Regions from separate parts of the Sus scrofa genome. Here region 1 is linked to region 2. Evidence: chromatin contacts called from public HiChIP or PLAC-seq data. All regions are on one chromosome and are shown on one strand. Each heading gives the region's core, a stretch centred on a gene start, on an enhancer-like site or on the middle of the called end of the contact. The rest is flanking DNA. Distances are from core to core; before and after follow the strand shown. Region 1 holds the start of ZSWIM4 (zinc finger SWIM domain-containing protein 4). Region 2 holds the start of GIPC1 (PDZ domain-containing protein GIPC1).

The links. HiChIP or PLAC-seq counts read pairs in DNA pulled down with a chosen protein or histone mark.
Region 1: an H3K27ac HiChIP or PLAC-seq map of alveolar macrophages shows a contact between it and region 2. The contact joins the promoter of ZSWIM4 here to the promoter of GIPC1 in region 2. A contact is called at or near these places in 1 of 47 Hi-C or Micro-C datasets (heart right ventricle) and 1 of 2 datasets of contacts at active chromatin or transcription factors (alveolar macrophages).

What each region holds. Positions count from the first base shown.
Region 1 is chr2:65,334,252-65,338,451 of Sscrofa11.1, reverse strand. ZSWIM4 (zinc finger SWIM domain-containing protein 4) reads left to right here and starts at 1,487. Exons shown (of 14, transcript XM_005661247.3): 1 at 1,487-3,273. The coding sequence starts at 3,121.
Region 2 is chr2:64,778,038-64,781,852 of Sscrofa11.1, reverse strand. It overlaps GIPC1 (PDZ domain-containing protein GIPC1), which reads right to left and starts at 1,406. Exons shown (of 9, transcript XM_021083696.1): 1 at 1,296-1,406.

The sequences.
Region 1 (4,200 bases), core at 238-2,737, 560 kb before region 2:
TGGACCTCATTCCCCTCCTCTGTAAAATCTGGGGCTCTGAATAGAATCTTGGTATTTCCCAAACTTCACATTTGATCCCCAGCCAAGGTGACAAGACCAGCCTGCCCACCAGGGCTTGAATGCCGGCCCTACCCTCTCCTGCCCCGGACCTTGGTAAAGTCATCTGACTTTTCTGTGCCTCAGTTTTCTCATCCATGATATGAGGATGATGACAATATTAGTATCTACTGTTAGAGAATAAAAGAAAACAGCCTCACTATGTGATGATCCATTCTCTGTTTCTCCTAAACACCCTCTGTTCCACCAGCCTGGAGTGCCTTCTCTGCTTCACCATTTCAGGACACCCACTGAAGCATCCTCAGGGATAAGGACCAGGCACATACTAGATGCTCAAGGAGCCCACCTGGAAAAGCCAGACCCTGGGTCCTGTTTGCCAGAGAAACACCTGCAAGACTTGTTTTGCTGAAATTCTCCCTCCACCCATCCCTCCTTCCCCATAAGTTTATCTTTGCTTCAAATCCTTGCAAGAAAGGCACACTCTAGGGAGTTCCTGTTGTGGCTCAGCTGGTTAAGAACCTGACTAGTATCCATGAGGATGAGGGTTCCATCTCTGGCCTCACTCAGTGGGTTAAGGATCCTGCGTTGCTGCAAGCTGGTGTGTAGTTTGCAAATGCAGCTCAGATCCTGGCTCGTGTTGCTGTGGCTGTAGTGTAGGTCCTCAGCTGCCGCTGCTCCAATTCAACCCCTAACAGGAACTTCCACATGCCGCAGATGTGGCCCTAAAAAACAAAGAAAGAAAAGTAAAGAAAGGACAAGTTCTAATAGGTCTCAAGTTTCCCAGTCTGGGTGAGCTTAGGCAAAGACTCCACCTCTCTAAGCCTCAGTTTCCTCATCTGAGAAATGGAGACAACCATCCCCATTTTTCTTTCTTTCTCTTTGTCTTTTCTAGGGCTGCACCCGCGACATATGGAGGTTCTCTATGGCCTCCAAGAGCTCCGTCTAATCAGAGCTGTTGCCACCGGCCGACGCCACAGTCACAGCAACACCAGATCCCAGCTGCATCTTCGACCTACACACAGCTCACAGCAACACCGGATCCTTAACCCACTGAGCAAGGCCAGGGATCGAACCAGAAACCTCATGTCTCCTAGTTGGATTTGTTTCCGCTGTGCCACAATGGGAACTCCCAAAATAAAAATTCTTTTTTTTTTTTTTTTTTTTTTTTTTTTGCCTTTTTGCTATTTCTTTGGGCCGCTCTCACGGCATAAGGAGGTTCCCAGGCTAGGGGTCAAATCGGAGCTGTAGCCACTGGCCTACGCCAGAGCCACAGCAACACGGGATCCGAGGCCCCTCTGCAACCTATACCACAGCTCGCGGCAACGCCGGATCGTTAACCCACTGAGCAAGGGCAGGGACCGAACCTGCAACCTCATGGTTCCTAGTCGGATTCGTTAACCACTGCGCCACGACGGGAACTCCAAAAAATAAAAATTCTTAATGAGATATTTTGCCTTCTTTTGTGCCTACTATGTCTCCAAAATCCAATGTGTTTTACATTTATAGCAGAGCCCAATTCAGGTCAGCCCCATTTCAAGGACTCAAAGACCACTTGTAGCCAGTGGTGACCATACTGGACAGTGCAGGTGGGAGGGAGTTGGGAACTGGCCAGAAAGTGCAGCTGTGAAACTGGAAATTCCTGGAAGGAAAAAGCCAGATTTTCCATATGGGGTGGGGCAGGGGGTGGCAATCAGGCCACTTGAGTTTTTCCTGCTCTGTAGACATTTCAGTGGAATGGGAGCAAAGCTGGAGTTGGTTCAGTCAATAATTTATATATAGATTGACTGCTCTATGGCCGGAGCTGATCAGGTGATAGCGGTAAAGCAGTGCACCAGTTAGACAAACTACGGCATCTTGAAGCTCACCATGGAGAGGGGAGAGACAGAAAATAAACAACTTCTAAAATAAAGAAAAATAACGGTAATGGAGAGAAGAGTGGCAAGGAAACTTTGGGTTCTCTAAGGACCTGGAGAGGGAGAACTGTAGGGGGAGTGCGCTGGGGATAAGGTATGATGACCACCACCCATGTCATGGTCAGAGATATGACCCAGACAAGGTGAATCAGAAAAAAGCAATTAGAAGTGGTCAGCTTTGACATTTATTACGTTAAACCTAATGAAAATGCCATTTAGTGTATCAAAAATGATTGAAAAATCAGTAATTTCATATGACTCAACGTAATATTTAGGGCAAAGAATGGATTGGGGATTCTTAACTTGGGGCTCAAGGACGGGCTTGAATTGGGCTCTATTTCTAGAGAAGGGATCTATGGCCTCCAAGAGCTCCGCCAAAGGGCATGTGATCCCTCAAGTCTCGCAAAGCCTCAAAACTTGACCTGGCGCCCAGAGAGCCTGAGTTTTTAACCTCACACAGTCCAGGGGGAGGAGGGGCTGAGCCGCTGTCCCGGGGATCCCGCCGCTCTGTCTCGCTCCCGGGCCGAGCCGTGTTGATTGTCCCCTCGCGGGGCCCGGAAGCGACCCTCAGTAAACAAAGCCGTGTGTGGGCTCAGCCCCAGCTGCCCGGGGAGCGCTGTCCAGCCCCGGGGGGGCGGGGAAAGAATGTTGTGAATGAACCCAGGACCCGCCCCGAAACTCCGCTTCAGGCCGGCCCTGCAGGGGGTCCTCCCACTGTGATTGGTCTTCGGTGCCCGGTGATTGACAGCGCCGCTCGCTGAGCGCTCTGAATGGGTTGTTCCGAAAAGACAGGCAGCTCATGAAACGAATGATGAGCGAGGAGTTGGAGACGGGTATGGAGGTGCAGCCAATGGTGGATGAGAGCCTCGGAGGCCGAAGGGAGTGCCAATGGGGACTGGCGACGGAGGCGGGACGATGGCGGAGCATAAAGCGGCGGCCGAGGCAGCTTCATTGTTGTGAAGAGTCTTAAAGGGGCCGCAGCACCCCGCCGGCCCGGTGCGGGGGCGGGGGTGGGTGCGGCGGGAGTCCGGGGTCAGCAGAGCGCGGACGAAGGACAAGAAGAGAGGCAGGGGTCGCGGGAGCGGGCGAAGAGGAGCAAGCATCAGACCGACCCCCTCGAACAGGCCCCGCCCCGGCCCGGCCCGGCCGGATGGACCCCCCAGCGGCCAAGCGGAGCCGGGGCTGCCCCGCAGGACCGGAGGAGCGCAACGCCGGGGTCGCGACCGTGCGCGGCCGGGGCCGACCCGAGGCGCTGCTGGACCTCAGCGCCAAGCGAGTAGCCGAGAGTTGGGCCTTCGAGCAGGTGACTGAGGAGGGGGGTGGGGAGGGACCCAGAAACCCACCCCCAGCCTCTTCTACGACGTGCCTTCTCTCCCTCTCCAGACCCCAGACTCCGGACCTGCCCCCATCGCAGACACCCCCAGAGATCGCCAAGATCCTTAACCCTGATCCCAAGACACCCCCTCATCCTCCCATTTCATTCCTTCAAACTCTATGACCCACTCCCATCCCTTCCCCCACAGCCCTGCCCTTCAGCCCACAAGACCCAGTGGTGCCCTCAGTGCGCTGATCCCATCCGGGGACAGTTTCTCTCCTCCTCTCACAAGCTTAGTGGTCGTCTCATAAGCCTGAGTATCTCTCTTTTCCCAGCTCAATTCAATTAGGGCACCGCATTCAATCCTCGTTCTTCTCTCCAACTGCTACACCTCCACCACCAACCCCATTTGTGAACAGACCAGATCTCAATCCCTAGAGACTCCAGATCTCTGTCCTACACCCCCAGTAGAGAACTCCCTCATTTATATGGATCTCATCCTCAAGATACTCCTATCTGTCCCCATCCCTGCCTTCAACCTCCATGACCCCCCTGTCCCATGGAGACCCCCTTCTCTTGCAGAACCTACCCTCAGGCCCTGATAAATATACCCCCTCAGTAATTCTGAGATCACTTCCCACTTGGGGCTGCCCAGCCCCCTCCTAGCTGCCTGCAGAGATTACTCCATTGTCAGAGTCCCCCCTCCCCATTACCCCATGCTCACCTTCCCCTCCCTCCCTCCACAGCCATCTCAGTCTTTCCAGGGCTGGGCAGCAGGTGCTAGTACCTGGACAGGTGCACCTGGAACCCTGCCCCTATAGCTTCTGGGGGCCCTTACCAGGATGCCCCAGGGCTGAGGCAGTTAAAGACACCTTTCCAAGCCTCAGTGTGGGCCCCAAGGATCTGGAGTTGTGG
Region 2 (3,815 bases), core at 157-2,656:
CCGGCACCCCCTGGCTTAGTCTAGACCTCCAGCCTCGTTCCATAGGGCCGGCCCTACCTCGTAGGACCTGCCAGATCCCCGTGGATCTGCGATCCCACGGATCCGCGCTAGGGTCCCTCGAGCCGCCGCGATGCGCACCGCCCGCAGGGGACACTCACCTGCATTGCCGCCTCCCAGCGCGCGCCCTGCTTGGCCCTCGGCAAACTCTGGCCCGGGCCTCTCCAGCAGCACAGCCAGGGGGCGGGGCCTGTGCCCGCGTCCGGCCAATCAGGAGCGGCCGCTCGGCGTTCGCGGCCAATCGGCTCCACGCCCCCCGCTCCGGGTGGAACCGAAGGAAACATTCCAGAGGGATCCCTGAGCCTCGCCCGGCTCTTCACGACACCTCCCCCGCGCCACGGAGCATTGGATCTTCCCGCCCCTCCTAAGCCGCGGCGGGCTGTACCACCGCAAGGCTGCGGAGGGGGGAGCTGCGGCTGGGCCCCGGCCAATCTCAGAGAAGGAAGGAGGCCAGTGGCCAATGGAAAGCTGGGACTCCTGGACCACGTGCTGTTCGCTGAGTGTCCGGGTGGGGTGCTGTGGCTGGTAAGAAGCTGGGGGCTAGTCTTGGGAGTCAGGAGACCGAGACTGAGTTTCGCAGAGAGGATGAAAACTGCCGAAGTCCAGAAAACGGACCCGCTAGGAAATCCGGGAGGGAGCCAAGGGCAGCTTCAGATCCAGTCCTCCGCCCGGCCTGCCCCTGCCCCTGCGTGGCCATCCTCGGGGTGGATAAAAACACGCATTCATTCCGAGCGGGCAGGCGGGAGACTGAGATGAATAGGGAGGGTCCCGAGTGTCCCTGCATCTTGGATGGACAATGGACAAGGGCATTCATTCATTCATCCACTTATCAAATATTTAATGTGCCCCTGGTCCGTGCCAGTCTCTGTCCTATCTCTACAGACACACTGATGAGTAAGCTGAAAGAATGTGCTCCTGGTAGAAGGAACAGCGCGTGCAAAGACTTAGAGGGCGGACAGAAAGATACAGCACGCTTTAGGAGAGTACAGTACTGTAGGAGCTAGCAAAGCAGGGTGAAAGGGCAAGATGCCCTGTTCGCTCGTTGGTTGACCAGCGAATATTTATTGAGCACATACTATGTGCTGGATTACAAAGGGATACCCAGCCAACCCAAGCCTCTGTCCTCAGTTTCTTACATCTGACTGTTCTCCGCCTCCCTACCCCCACCTCCAGCCCCAGACTGGCACAGAGCAGGGTCTCCGTACATATGTGTAGGTAAAAGAACTGGGTAATCTCACCATCTCCAGGTTTGGCTTGTAACCAGGATTTCTCAGGCAGGAGCAGGTCCAAGAAACAAAGATACCAACACAACTTGCCCAGGCCAGGAAGCTCAGTTCCCAGGACAGGTGAGATTCCCTTGTTCCAGGAACAAGCCAGCCACTCAGGCAGCTGGGGCTGGACCGTAGTTCACTGTGTGTTCTGGGAATTGTAGTTCTTGGAGACCTAACTTCTCAACCCTCATTGAACGATTGGCTCTTTGCAGTTCCCTGGATGAGATGCTGAGCGTTCCAGCCCTGCTAGGGCCTGCAGAAGGACAAAGTAAAAAGGGAGCTTGAGCCCTGGACTTAGCTGCTGAGGTCTGCCCAGGCAGCCCCACCCAGCTGGCAAATACCGAGACTGCAGAGGCAACAGGGACAGCTAATGTCCTTCTCTTCCTGTTCTGCTGACCTCTGCCACGCCCACTGAGCGATCAGTTGCCTCTGGCTAGGCCTGTGCCCTCTCTGGGACTGTGTCCACTGCCCTGCTTATGCCTGGCATCTAAGCTGCTTCCTAAACACCTGGAGAGGACAGTATGTGGGCTGTGGGCACAGCAGAGTCCTGAGCGGAATCCACATGATTCTACCTGTTGATGAAGAAGTGCCCAGGGAGGGGTGAGGGCAGGGGCACAGAGCAACACGGGGCATCTCCTTCCTACTTTGTGGGACTTCAAAGTTTCTCCAAGGAAATAAAATTCAAAAAGCCTCCAGCCAAGATAAGAATTACCAAACCCTTATCATCCCACCTGTCTCACTGTAACTGTTACAATGTTCGTAAGGACCTCCCCACCCCAGCAACTTGGCCTACTTCTTGCTCCCTACTAGGAAAGGTATGTGGCCCACTCCTCACCTCTTCCCCTTGATCAACCTGGCCTACTCCTTCCTGCCCCCCACTAGAAAAGGTATGTAGCCCACTCCTTACCCCACCCCTTTAGGGGCAACATATGGCCCCAAACTACCAGCAGGTGTATCCAAAGACCCTGTCTTTCCCCAACCAACCAGCAAGTGTATCAGAAGACCTCATTCTTCTCCAACCAATCACTAGGTCCTCAGGTGTATGGCAAGACCGCTTCTTTGTCTTTGGGCTATAAAAACAGACACAACCATGCCCCCAGGGTCTGCTCTCCCTGAATATCAGGAAGTCGACCTGATGTGTTAACAGTGTCTCTTGCTTCAATATACTTGTCTTTTCTACACCTTGCTTTAAATTTAGAAAATTACTTTTCCACCCACGTGCAGAGACCACAACATACTTGATTTTATAGCTCAAGAAGCTAGGAGGCTCAGTGGGTGAGGAGGTCAGATTTGAGTGCTACCTCTGCCCCTTTTAGGGGGTGGGGGTGGGGAAATAATTCTGGAATGCCAACTAAGACATGAAAAAGCAAATGCTGTGTTTGAAAAAAATCACCATTTTGCAACAAACAGAGGAATGATTGATTCAGGCAATGCTTGTCGATGGAGAAGTGGGTATTCAGTCTCAAAGGACCAGCCCACAGATTACTTGTTAATTTCAGTGGCAAAAAGGTACCTTGGAAAAACACAGTGGAGAAACCTGAGAGTCACCACCTTAAGGAGTGATCAAAGTTAACATCATTGCTGATGAAACTCACTATGTCCAGTGCTGCGGTGTATTACTGAGGACACAAGATCACCTTCGAAGAACTTGGTCCTGCCCAAGGTGTTTAACCTGAATCTAATCACCAGAAAAAAACCAGACATATCCTGATTGAGGGACATTCTTTAAAAACAAAACCAAGGAGTTCCCGTCGTGGCGCAGTGGTTAACAAATCCGACTGGGAACCATGAGGTTGTGGGTTCGGTCCCTGCCCTTGCTCAGTGGGTTAATGATCCGGCGTTGCCCTGAGCTGTGGTGTAGGTTGCAGACGCGGCTCGGATCCCGCGTTGCTGTGCCTCTGGCGTAGGCCGGTGGCTACAGCTCTGATTCAACCCCTAGCCTGGGAACCTCCATATATCTCGGGAGCGGCCCAAGAAATAGCAACAACAACAACAACAAAACAACAACAACAAAAGGACAAAAAGTCAAAAAACAAACAAACAAAAAAAAAACAAAACCAAGATCAAACAGATCTATGTCATGGAAAGGCAAAATCAATCCATTAATCCAACAGGATTGGCAACATCTCTGCAGCACCAGGATGAAGTTTCGATACCCAGTCTGGCACAGTGAGTTAAATGATCCATCGTTGCCATAGCTGTATCATCGATGGTGGCTGCGGCTCAGATCTGATCCTTGGTCCAGGAACTCCATACACCTTGGGGCAGCCCAATGTGTGATTCTTGATTGGATTCTTGATAAAAATTTCAAAAAAAAAAAGGTTAAAAGAAAAAAGGTAAAACAGCTATGAAGGATATTCTTGGGAAAATGGAGGATAGTTAAATGTCGACTGAATGTTAGATAATTATATCTATGTTAAATTTCCTGAGTGTGACTGTTGTTACTAGGTTTAAATAAAAGAATGTTCTTTATGGAGTTCCCACTGT